Linked DNA regions of Gossypium arboreum: region 1 is linked to region 2. Evidence: chromatin contacts called from public Hi-C data. All regions are on one chromosome and are shown on one strand. Each heading gives the region's core, a stretch centred on a gene start, on an enhancer-like site or on the middle of the called end of the contact. The rest is flanking DNA. Distances are from core to core; before and after follow the strand shown.

The links. A called contact is a pair of places that touch in the nucleus more often than the background predicts.
Region 1: a contact with region 2 is called in a Hi-C map of leaf, with 3 times the contacts expected there. The contact joins the enhancer-like site here to the promoter of LOC108461212 in region 2. A contact is called at or near these places in 2 of 5 Hi-C or Micro-C datasets (both in leaf).

What each region holds. Positions count from the first base shown.
Region 1 is chr1:100,692,711-100,698,644 of ASM2569848v2, forward strand. No RefSeq gene overlaps it. Among protein-coding and RNA genes, the nearest start is that of LOC108463820, 20 kb to the left of the region's middle. Within about 2 kb of position 3,766, at least 2 of the 2 cell types and tissues checked have an H3K27ac peak or open chromatin away from gene starts, as enhancers often do. A contact at or near this core is called in leaf, where this site is marked.
Region 2 is chr1:100,601,428-100,606,892 of ASM2569848v2, forward strand. It overlaps LOC108461212, which reads right to left and starts at 4,002. Exons shown (of 7, transcript XM_017760962.2): 1 at 3,665-4,002; 2 at 2,926-3,537; 3 at 2,551-2,735; 4 at 2,156-2,394; 5 at 1,740-1,939; 6 at 1,367-1,492; 7 at 963-1,269. The coding sequence starts at 3,820. The coding sequence ends at 1,171. It overlaps LOC108461256 (zinc finger CCCH domain-containing protein 6-like), which reads left to right. Exons shown (of 4, transcript XM_017761039.2): 4 at 1-356. The coding sequence ends at 136.

The DNA.
Region 1 (5,934 bases), core at 2,516-5,015, 91 kb after region 2:
AATATTTTTTGTCAGTTGAGTTTTATTTCAGTTAGTATCCATATTACTATCCGTACAAAAAAATATAGGTTCAAAATAGACATGATCATAGATTGAGCTGGTTTTGGATCTGGTTAATGAAAAATTCTACACTTGTTTTCTAGGCTAGGGTCCAACTCGAAAAATGAAAGTAAAATTTGACCTAAACTCAATCTAGATAAAAAAATACTAAACTCAAGCTGACTCAGATTATTATTTATATAAAATAAATTTAAAAATATAATACATCAAATACAGTGAAAATATTAAAATCAAATGTTTCCCAAAAAAATGAAAATATATTAAAACTTATTTATACTTAAATAACACTAATATAGTTGCAACTTAACAGGTAAATGCTTTTAAAATAGTAGCAAATTAATAATAAAACAATAACAACAAAATAGTAGCAATATAATAACAAAATGGCAGCAAAACAATATCAAAACAATAGTGAAAAAATTAGACAAATTCGGGTTAGATCGGGCCAAAAAATCTTATTGAGGCTCGACTTGTTTAAAAAAAAATATAATTTTTTATCCAAATCCATTTTCTGACGAATCTTCGAACCTAAATAGATTATCAAACCCATGATCAAATCTAATTTAAACAATTTAAATCATATTTACCCTATTTAAATTTTAGAAAGAAGCTAAAAGAAATAACATTTTCTATATTAATAGCGTAAAATCACTATCCAAAACACTGGAGGAATATATTATTAAGATTATTACTCTGTTGGCTGTTAATGAAATAAAAAAAATATTTAAATTGATTGAGTGAGTCTTCACTCTATTAGTATATGTATTGTTGTTAATGTAAAAGACATAAGTTCAAATACATTGAAGTGAATTATTTTCTTATAAGTTAAGAAGGAACTATAAATAGTTCTAAACATTATATAACAAAACAAACATAATCGAAGGTATAATAAAATTGTTGAAATATATAATATAAAGGGTGTATGGTGTATGGTGTATGGTGTACTGTGGAGTAAAATAATAAAAGCACTTCACATTATGTTAGATTCGTTTGTAAAATTCTACTATTTCAACGATAGTAAACAGCACAATTATTCATAAACCTAGAGTGATTTAAAAAGTGTGTTAATTAAGCCATTGATTAGAAAAATTCTCTTTATCATCCCAATTCACCTTTACTTAATGAATTCCACGTGGCAAAAAATTATTATGTTTAATAACTAATTAAGCAGACACAAATTTTATTTAAAAGTAACAAATGTTATTATGAAAGTGTTTTTATCTTTCATATTTTTACATAAAAGTTAGAAAAAGGATTTCAAACTTAAAATAAATCACAATTATTATTTAAATCCAAGACATAAAAAAACCTTAAGTTAAATTTTATTATTAGTCCCTATACTTTGTAAAAATTATGAATATAGTCCTTGTATTTTAATCGATCAATTTTATTTATTGTACTTTTTGAATTGGTTAATTTTAGTCTTTGTACTTTTAAAATTTTAAAATTTTAGTCTTGAACTAAATAGTAATTAAATTTGCTTGTTTAAATTCAATTATTAGTGTACTTAAACCTAATCATGGGCCGACCGAACTGATGTAAAATTTTAGGCCCGATTCTAGGCCTGGGCTAGCCCAACCTTGAAAAAATAAGCCTAAAATTCTGTCCAAGCCTAACCCATATTAAAAATGCTAAACCCGAACTCTAACTTTACCTATCTCAGATTATCATTTTTTATTATTTTTATATAAAATTTTTTAAAAATATAATATATCAAATACACTAAAAATATTAAAATAAATATTTTCCAATAAATATTAAAATAAACAATATTCAAACAATAATAACAAAATGATAATAAAATAGCAACGAAATGACAACAAAACAATAACAAAAAAACTAACTTGGGCTGGGCTAAGTCGGGCCTGGGCCAAAAAACCTACCCGAGGCCTGGACAGTTTAGAAAACGGGCATTAATTTTAGTTCAAACCCATATTTTAGGCCTATATTTTTCCCAAAGCCTTTCACTTTTTGGATTGGCCTGGGAGAGTGGCTTAACCGATGATTAGGTTTACCTATGCTAAATGTATAATTGTAGATTTAATCCAAAATTTACAATTGAATCATTTTAAATTCTAAATTTTAAAATTTCAGTCTTGACACAAATGACAGTCGTTAATAAATTAACTAAATTTTTAGCAAGTAATATGTGGAAATAATAAACTGACATGACATTATACATACGGTAATATGTTTGGCACATGATATTTTGGAAATAATAAAAATAACTTAATGAATTTAACATTTGGTAAACACTGGAATTTTAAAATTTAAAAGTATATGAATTAAAAATAATCAAATTAAAATATAATAATTAAATCCACAATTTTGTAAAATAAAAAACTAACAGTAAAATTTAACCAAAATTTTTGAACACCAGTATTATCATTTTAATCAAAACTTAAATTAATTTTAATATAATTGTTTTATAATCATATTTTTATAAGAGCTTTTTACCAACAACATAAAAGCGGCTAAAGTACATAGACCCCAAGACACTCTCATAAACGTTAGATCTCTTAAGTTGACTCTTGTGTGATATAAGCCACCTACCTAAATCTCCACCGCCCCTTTTGAGCCTTTGACATTAAGATCAACCAAATCTGATGTTGAACAATAATTTTGGACCCACCCACTTAGCTTTAAGCAAGGTAAAGTTTTTTGCTTTATATATAAAAGTCAAGACTCTACCTAAAATCCAAAGAAAAAAAAAGAACTAAAACCCTACTATTATATGACATAAACATAATATATCATAATATTTTAAAATTTATTTTTCAAAATACATCTCAAATTTTACCTAATATAAATTATTAACATATTAAAATTGAGTTAATATGTAATTTATCCCTTAAACTTGTCTAAAATATTTAATTAATGCCTAAATTTGTATCACGCCACACATATTGCCCCTAATTTATTAACAAGTTAATTTTTTAAGGGTTAACATGTAGTTTACTCCATGTGCCACTATAAAATTGGCCATCAATGACATATCAACATAAACAAATGTGTTAATATGGATATACTAACCTGGGTGAAGGCATATAAGCTCAAATACCAATTCAAGTGATATCTAAATACTTTTAAATAAATTCAAAGATAAACTAAATATTAATCCATCAAAATTTAAACACAAGTATAACATAATAAAAAAAATATGAAGTGAAGGGAAAGTTTTGCTTTTGCAAACACCTACATGATTCAATATGAAAGAGTCCGAGAGAGAGGGAATTTGGGATTTATTGGCAATTGGGGACTTTGGTTCATTATTTCTCAATGCTTTGGGTTGACACTTTATTTGTCGTTTTATCAACAAATTTATAAAAATTGTGTATCATTTTAGGATTGGGAATGATTAAAATCCTTTCTTTTTACGTATTTGAAAAAAGCATTAGTTTTTTTATTTCAAGTGTATACCAAACAAAAAGAAGATTTGCTTGATTAATTCCTTTGAAAAGGGAAGGATTGAGACGAGTCATAAATGTATGGACTTTAGATAGCAAAGAAATGATTGGATTTGAGATTATTATGGGGATAACATCTTTTTTATTTCCTTCAAAAGCTTTAATCAAAGGTTATTACAGAACAAAAAGCATGGAATTGTTTATGTATATAGATCTGGGTGTGAGAATGTAATAGAGAATATGGAAGATGATGATGATGATGATGATGGGGGACCCAAGGCATGATAATGGAAAGCGAAAGAAGGGTAAAGGGAACAAGCGTGGTATAAAGGAAACATAGAAGCAGTGGAAGATGTAGGGATGGAGGGGGACATGGGGTTCAGAAAATAGAAGCCTCGTTTTGTCTAAGGGGTTTTTCATTATAAATCACTCAATTATCACTTCCCTTGGCTGGTCCTGCCACTGGGCAGCAGGGCATCTTCGCATCGATGTTTGTGAACACTGGGCCAACACTCAAGCCTATTTCTTGGGCTTTTTCTTTCCTCTTTTTGTAAAAAGGCACGCAACTTTCTTCTTCTTTTTTTTTTTTCAAATCACAATGTGATTTTCATCTCCATACTAAATTTAAAGATTTAGTTCAGCATATTTTGATCAGTTCTTTTTATTGATGATATATATCTTAATTCAAATTATTAAAACTTTTAGAGCATGTGTGGGTGAAATATTTTATTTTTATTAAATTTTTCAAAATTTTAAAAAAATTACTTAATAAATATATTGAAGAATTTTAAAACTCATAAATTCAACAGAAATTTTATTAATTCAATTTACTTTTTCAAATTTCACTTAAGAGGCGATTTTTCAAAATTTCTCATAATTTTATTTGATTTAATACATATAATCTCACTATAAGACAAAAAAACTTAAACTTCAAAATTATTTTTATTTAATTCTAATAAATACTTTTTAAAACTTATTTTATTAAAAATATTTATAATTTTTATAAATATAAATCCATATTGAATGTTTTTATATTATTTATTTTAATATAATTATTAACTTTTTAATTTGTAAAATTCTAGCAACCTAATTTTTCCCAAATCAATTATTTATCCAAACAAATTAATTACAAATACTAGCATTTTGAATTAATGGATTCTAAAGTGCTAGCATTTTTAAAATTCTCAAAAAATTAAAGTTATTCATCTAAACACACTCTTAAAAATTATATTAATTAACGATGTGAACTGTAAAAAATAATTCAAGTCATAATGTTCAGCTAAACTTTTAAAACCAATGGAAAACAATTATTTTTTTGGTCATAACCAAGGTATATATCGTTGGTAGTGTGACTAATCCTCTCGTTGTGAGTGCTTTTCGAAGCGGTAAATGACCGACCATAAAATTTACTTCATTTTCATAAGTGGGGATCGAACCCCAACTACATGACTAAAAAATGAAATGAGCAACTATTACAACACATCTCATAATTTGAAAACAATTATTTTGATAAAAAAATTTCACTTTTTTAAATGACATAGAAAAAAACTGTTTTCTCTTTTAAATTCACATCAGTCAACTAACGATATGTTGTAATGATGTAAATGATTTTGTCAGAGATCAAATTTTTCTAAAAGTATCTCTACAGGAAAGTTTTGAGGTTCGGGCAAAAGGAAAAATTGAGTCTTAGGTTCATTGGACCTTACAAAATCCTTAAAAAGAGAGTTGGTCTAGTGATGTATCAATTAGAGTTACCTCCTGAACTAGACCGTATCCATGACGTATTCTATGTTTCCATGTTGAGACGGTACCGATCTAACCCTTCCCATTTTATTCCGATCAAAGAGATTGAGGTACAACTAGATTTATCATTTGAGGAGGAACTTGTGCAAATTCTAGATCATGAGGTAAAGGTTCTGAAAAAGAAACAAATTCCTCTAATTAAGCTTCTGTGGCGAAACCATGGCACTGAAGAGGCCACGTGGGAACTGGAAGACACGATTCATCAACAATATCCTCATCTATTAGAATTAGGTAAAATTTGAAGATGAATTTTTTTTAAGGAGGGGAGAGTTGTCACACCTCAAAATATATATAGTTAAGAATATAGATTAAGCAAGAAATGAGTTATAGGCTGAATGGTTAAATGTTAGAGCCCTTTCTTAGAAACCCAAGTTTGAGCCCCTCTTTCCTCTTTCATTTTCTTTTAATTTTCAACAAGTGTGGGTAAATTACTTATGCCGCCCCTAGGTTTTACTAACCCTAGATATTTAATCAATTCTTATTCTATTTTGATTTTTCACATTGCCCTTTTCAAAATTTTAGTAGAATTAGCTTTCCATCTTATTTTCTCTTCTTTTTTTCTCTTATTCTTGCACCCTATTTCATTCTTTGTGTTGTCAATTATTTTTCTTTCACATATCGAATTGTACCCTTTTAGTTTAATTTCTATCGATATTTAGAATCG
Region 2 (5,465 bases), core at 2,752-5,251:
TAACAATTCCAGGGGATGCAGGAATGGCGCCAATTGTGCGTACCAACATGATACATCCTCCCAGAACAGGGGCAATAGTATTCCCGACGCCCCTAATGCAAAGAGAATGAAAATGGATAGAGAGATAGGCAGTTGAAAACATACTAGTATGCCTTGTTTTTTCAAGTAGTTCAATTATAGCTTTCACCTTCCTTGATTTTTCCTTTTATTTTTTGCGTCTTCCGTCCACCATTTGATGAATTACTTACCATCACTTGGGGATATATTTTCTGGGACGGCGTTTCTTTTTGGTGGTTTTCTTGTTCTTCCTTGCTTTGATCCAAATTTGATAATGTTAGTCCCCTATATATAACATACATGCAAACGCATCTTCAATTCATTACGTACTGCTTTTATAATTTTATATACAATATATATATTCCTTAAAACTATTTAAAAGATGTTATGCACTTAAATTTATAAATATTATACACCTAAAAATGTTCCAAAATCATATTTTATTTTCAAGTTGCTGCGATAAAAAGCAATTGAGCTGCCCCATAGGCTACATATGAATACCTTAAATGTTCTGTTATAACAGCGGTATATTAATGTGAATGTTGTTGGAGAACGTTTTTTATTTGAATCTTGGAAGACGACTGTCGAAGAAGGGAACAGCGACAAACCCCCGCAGTATGTTGCATACACAGAATAGGCGAGTAAAGCGATAGAAAGAGGCCCCAATTTCCCCAAGCGGTTAAAAAAACTTTATTAGTTCCAAAATTTAATAACTTTCTTCAATTTGATCTAATATTTTTATCCGTATTAATCTCATAACTTTTCTTAATTTCACAGTGAAATGAGAATACCACATCATGAAAATTTAGTTTGTTTTACATAAAAATTTCATGTGATGAAATAACACAATTTCAAGCATCAGTGCATCACATTATTATTTCAGTAAAAAAAAAAAAGCGAACAAATTTTGAGACTAAACGTGAAAAGACTAAAAATTCAGAGACTAAAAATTTATACAACCAATGTGCAACAGAACGAAGAAATTGTTTTCTCATTGACGTATCTCTTCGAAATAGTTACAGATGATCCACATGACTAATGGCCAAACCTATTATTATTACCAAAGCAAGAAAACTATAGTATTAAATGATGGTTAACGTTGGAGTGAATGGCTCAGCGATCTTCTCGCTGAACTCTGTTGGGATCACCCATCATATCAATCATCATCTTCTCAGGCGAATCATCCCATGTTGCAAATGTTTTCAAGTCAACCTGTACACACGCAGCTCCCATGCTTAAGCCTTGCAACTCAACATTTACACTTCAGGCGGTTTGAAATTGACTTAAATTTTTAGAGGGTTTTGGTTACCTTTCTTCTTTGCTCAGTAAAAAGTTCTTCTCTTTTCTTGTACGAATCCTGGACTTCCTTTGCAGTCTTACCACCAAGTCCCCATACTTCGACTTCTGCTATCGAAGCTTCTACTGGGAGGAATCCCTGCACCAAATCATTTCAAAGTTCAGTACCGACCTTTCAGACACTCGAGGAAAAACCTCATATCAGTTCCTTTCCATGTTGAAAAAATATAGCAGGTCATGATAGTTAAAATTCTCATGAGGGTTCAGATTAGAAGAGACAAAAGACTAATTGGTAGTATAAACTACACACTGTAGCATCAAATAACAGGTTCATAGGATTCTGCATTTATTAAGAGAACTGGATATTAAAGTTGTATCCTATGCACCTGGTTTGGGATAAGGGAACCAGGTTGGTAAGTTTTGTCCATTGCATGGTGGCGAACGGTTAGTTTTGCAAAATCCTCATCTATAAATATCCTCTCATTTGTAGTGGTTCCTCCAAATGCAATTCCCACTGGCTTTGGATGTGATTCATAAACTCTTCCTGTAGGGTACAAATGACTGTATACATAGTTCTTCTCTTTCCCTGTTAAAATTTTATGATTAATTATATTCACCAAGTCATCCACCGAAAAAGAAAATGGCCCAACAGAAACTTGATTACATAGGCCAGGCAAGGAATGGATCCTAACATCCTCTATGCATGTCCCTTGCCCCCTTCCACAGGCCCCTCCACCCTCCAAGGAATAAAAGACGGACAAAATCTGACCATTGGCATATTTCCTCTTGTTTGATTACATACCTGAAGGTGAAAATACATGGAAGATCGGACTTATAGCATATAGGTTCCCCGAGCTTCCATAGAATGTATCCTTATTTTCGAAACCCTGCTGTGTAAGTGCTCCTATGATCCATTTCCTGGCTTTGTTATTATCCTGATAGGCATCTTCTGAATTAGCAGATATGAGAACAAGTAATGGACGATGATAACCTTCGACATTCGACCAGAATCTGTTCAAGCCTTTTCCATGAGTAGAGGACCTACAAAGTCACAAACAACCGAATAAATACGTAAAATTATTAAGTTACAAACACAGGTTAAAGGAAACCCGGAGAAAAGATGCACTCTTATCTTGAAAAGACTACTAGGAGCATTGACACTTAATGGATCATAACATCAAAGGGGAAATGACAAACCGATAAAGAAGATTTTCATCAGTTCCAACAATATCAGCAGAAAAGCATAACTTCAAAATTTCTTCAGTGATGGTGCTTCTAGGTGCAAGGGAAATCGCCCATGCCCTTCCACGTGTTAAAAGTAAAGCTTGAGATGCGTTTGGAGACATATCTCCTGAAATAGATTCTGAAGATCCTGCTTCATCCTGCAATTCATCAAGCAAAAATACCTAACTAGTGATTCTCACAATTGAATCAATGGATATTCTCATAATAATGGCACATCAAATATGCAAAAGAAAATACATATTAGATGTCAGGTAAACACATACACAAGCAGACACTGAACAACCGAACAATTTTGTTCAGGTCTTACAATGAATTGAAATACAGCACCTCTGCAAGAACCGAGATTTGAAGTCTTCTATTAACATATTGTGTAAGGCAGTCTGAAAGTGTTGGCGCCGTGGTTATTGCCCAATTAAGAAACTTTCCAACGGGAAGCTGAACATCCAAGCCTACTATATCACAATTCCATAAATCAAAGCTGCTATCAACTTCAGCACATGCAACAACAGCAGACAACACCAAATGATTAATATCAGGCAATAATAGATTCCCTTTCCTTTCAGAAGATTTCAAGGTCCTAACATTCCACAACATAGCCCAACACATCCAAAGAAGAAGAAGCAGATCAGAGGGTAGTAAAGACCCATTGATCTTGCAATCAGCAGCATCCGGTTCGAACTCCAAATTCGAAGAAAGCCCCAACTTTTTCACTGCCATCGCAAATATTCTCAACAATATATTAAGAGACATTGATGTAGACATTCTCCCACAGCACTTCACGTAACCACCTAGAAACCCTAACCAATTTATGCCACCTTTTTCAGACAAGAAAAATAAGTCTACAATCGATGATCCCAAGTGATCCAACAACCTAGGGAAAGACTCTGGCTTTTGCTGTGATTCGCAAACTGGGTCTTCGTAACATAAATGAAAACATTGCTGGAAGCAATGTAAAAAGAAAAAGAAAAAGAAAAAGAAAAAGAAAAAAGAAAGAAAGGGTATTATCTATTATGAAATGAAGTGAATGGATGAAATTAACGAAGATTGTTGAATAAATTAAGATTACCTGAAGTGTTTGGATGGAGATTGCGTTGGTTTGAGGGTCAGAGAGGTTTGAGAAGGATTTTTGAAGCAAAGGAAGAGCTCCCGTTGAAGCGGCGATGTTTTCCAACTCCCGTTGCTCCGCCGATACCGGCTGCTCCGTCGAGGATGATGCTCCCATTGTTGCAAAAGAAAATAACTCAAAAAGGATTTTTTCTTTTTAATGGGATTGGTTTCTGGGAGATTCAGGATACTTGGAGTAGCTTTTCGTCTCTCCGAAAGGCCATTCAGCGCCAAATAACTCAAAAGGACCTAAAGCGCACCGTTTTTATTCAATCTTTCTGTGAAATGTTCTTACTTTATATGTATAAATATTTTTATTTTTATGAAAATAATGTAAATATTATAAAAAGAATAATATTTATTAAGGTCAGCAAATACCCATCATTCGAAAGAAAAATTGTGCATGGTATAAAAATACAAAATCTATAATATATTAATTAATTTGTTAGACAAAAATAAAATGAAGGATACACCGTTAAAATAAAATTACTAAAAAACATATCTAAATATAAACAACCATTCTCTAGATTTATTCTTAACGGAAAATGTTTTTTTTACTTTTTATTAATTTATATATTTTAAATTTTTAATTTTAATTTATGTTTATCACGTATGAGGAGAGTTGTTACTTATTATAATGTGATTGACTGCTAGTATCATGTGATCAATTTTTAATGGTGTTACAGTAAAATACCAAAATATGTGACTAAATCTAAGTTTAAGTATAATTAAATCTTCAAAAAAAAATATACAAGTGATTAAAGACCTTCCATAATGAGGATTGCAAAATAAGCCTAAGCCATTGTTATTCAACTTTTGCAACTCAAAACCAATTACTTCATTGAATATGTCAAAATGATAATGGTGTTCTTTTCTTATCTAACTTTGTTGGTGTTGTTAACGTCTACTTTCAAAATATTGTTCATTCAAAATTAGGAACACTCAAATCACACTTTTCACAAAAATGACAACACATCTATAAGCAAACTAGTCCACCATTTTCTCTTAAATTCTGAATGAACATCTTTGTACTTGAAACCAAATTCATGGCATTTAAAATGTTTTGAGATTTTTGTTGCAAAGCTTGGCATAGTATATCAATAATGCCCATGATCTCTTTCATCAAATGCAAAATAAAAATGAACTCAAATGATTGAATTAACTTGTATGCAACACTAGCATCCCCTCATTGAGAATAAGTAGATCATTCACCTTTAATTTTTTAAGCACAGAATAAGTTGCATAAAAAATTGTTATAAGACTGCATATAGAATAAAAATGAGAACCTCAATGAGTATCTCTAGCTTGTTTTAAAATTTGATTTGCACTTTTTTCCAGTCCTAAGCTCATTAATAACTAACATGCTTGCAATTTTAGCTTCTTTGGCAGCATGTATTTTTTCATAACATTTGCAAGAGGCATCAACAAAATTGATAATGAAACTTACATTATTAAAAAACTCATGAACATAATGTACCTTTCTAGATGTAGTAATAAAAGCCAATTGTAGGCAATGAGCTAAACAATGCACATAATAAACTGAAGGAAAATCATTGAGAAATAATGCTTGCAATCCTTTCCATTCCCTGCGCATATTACTAGTCCCATCGTAACCTTAACCACAAATATTCTGAACATCAAGACTATTACGAGAGAGAATAACATATATTTCATTCTTAAGAGTTAATGATGATGTATCTTTAACATAAGTAAGGTCGAAGAAATGCTCCCTAATAAAGCCATCTCTATCAACAAATCTCAAA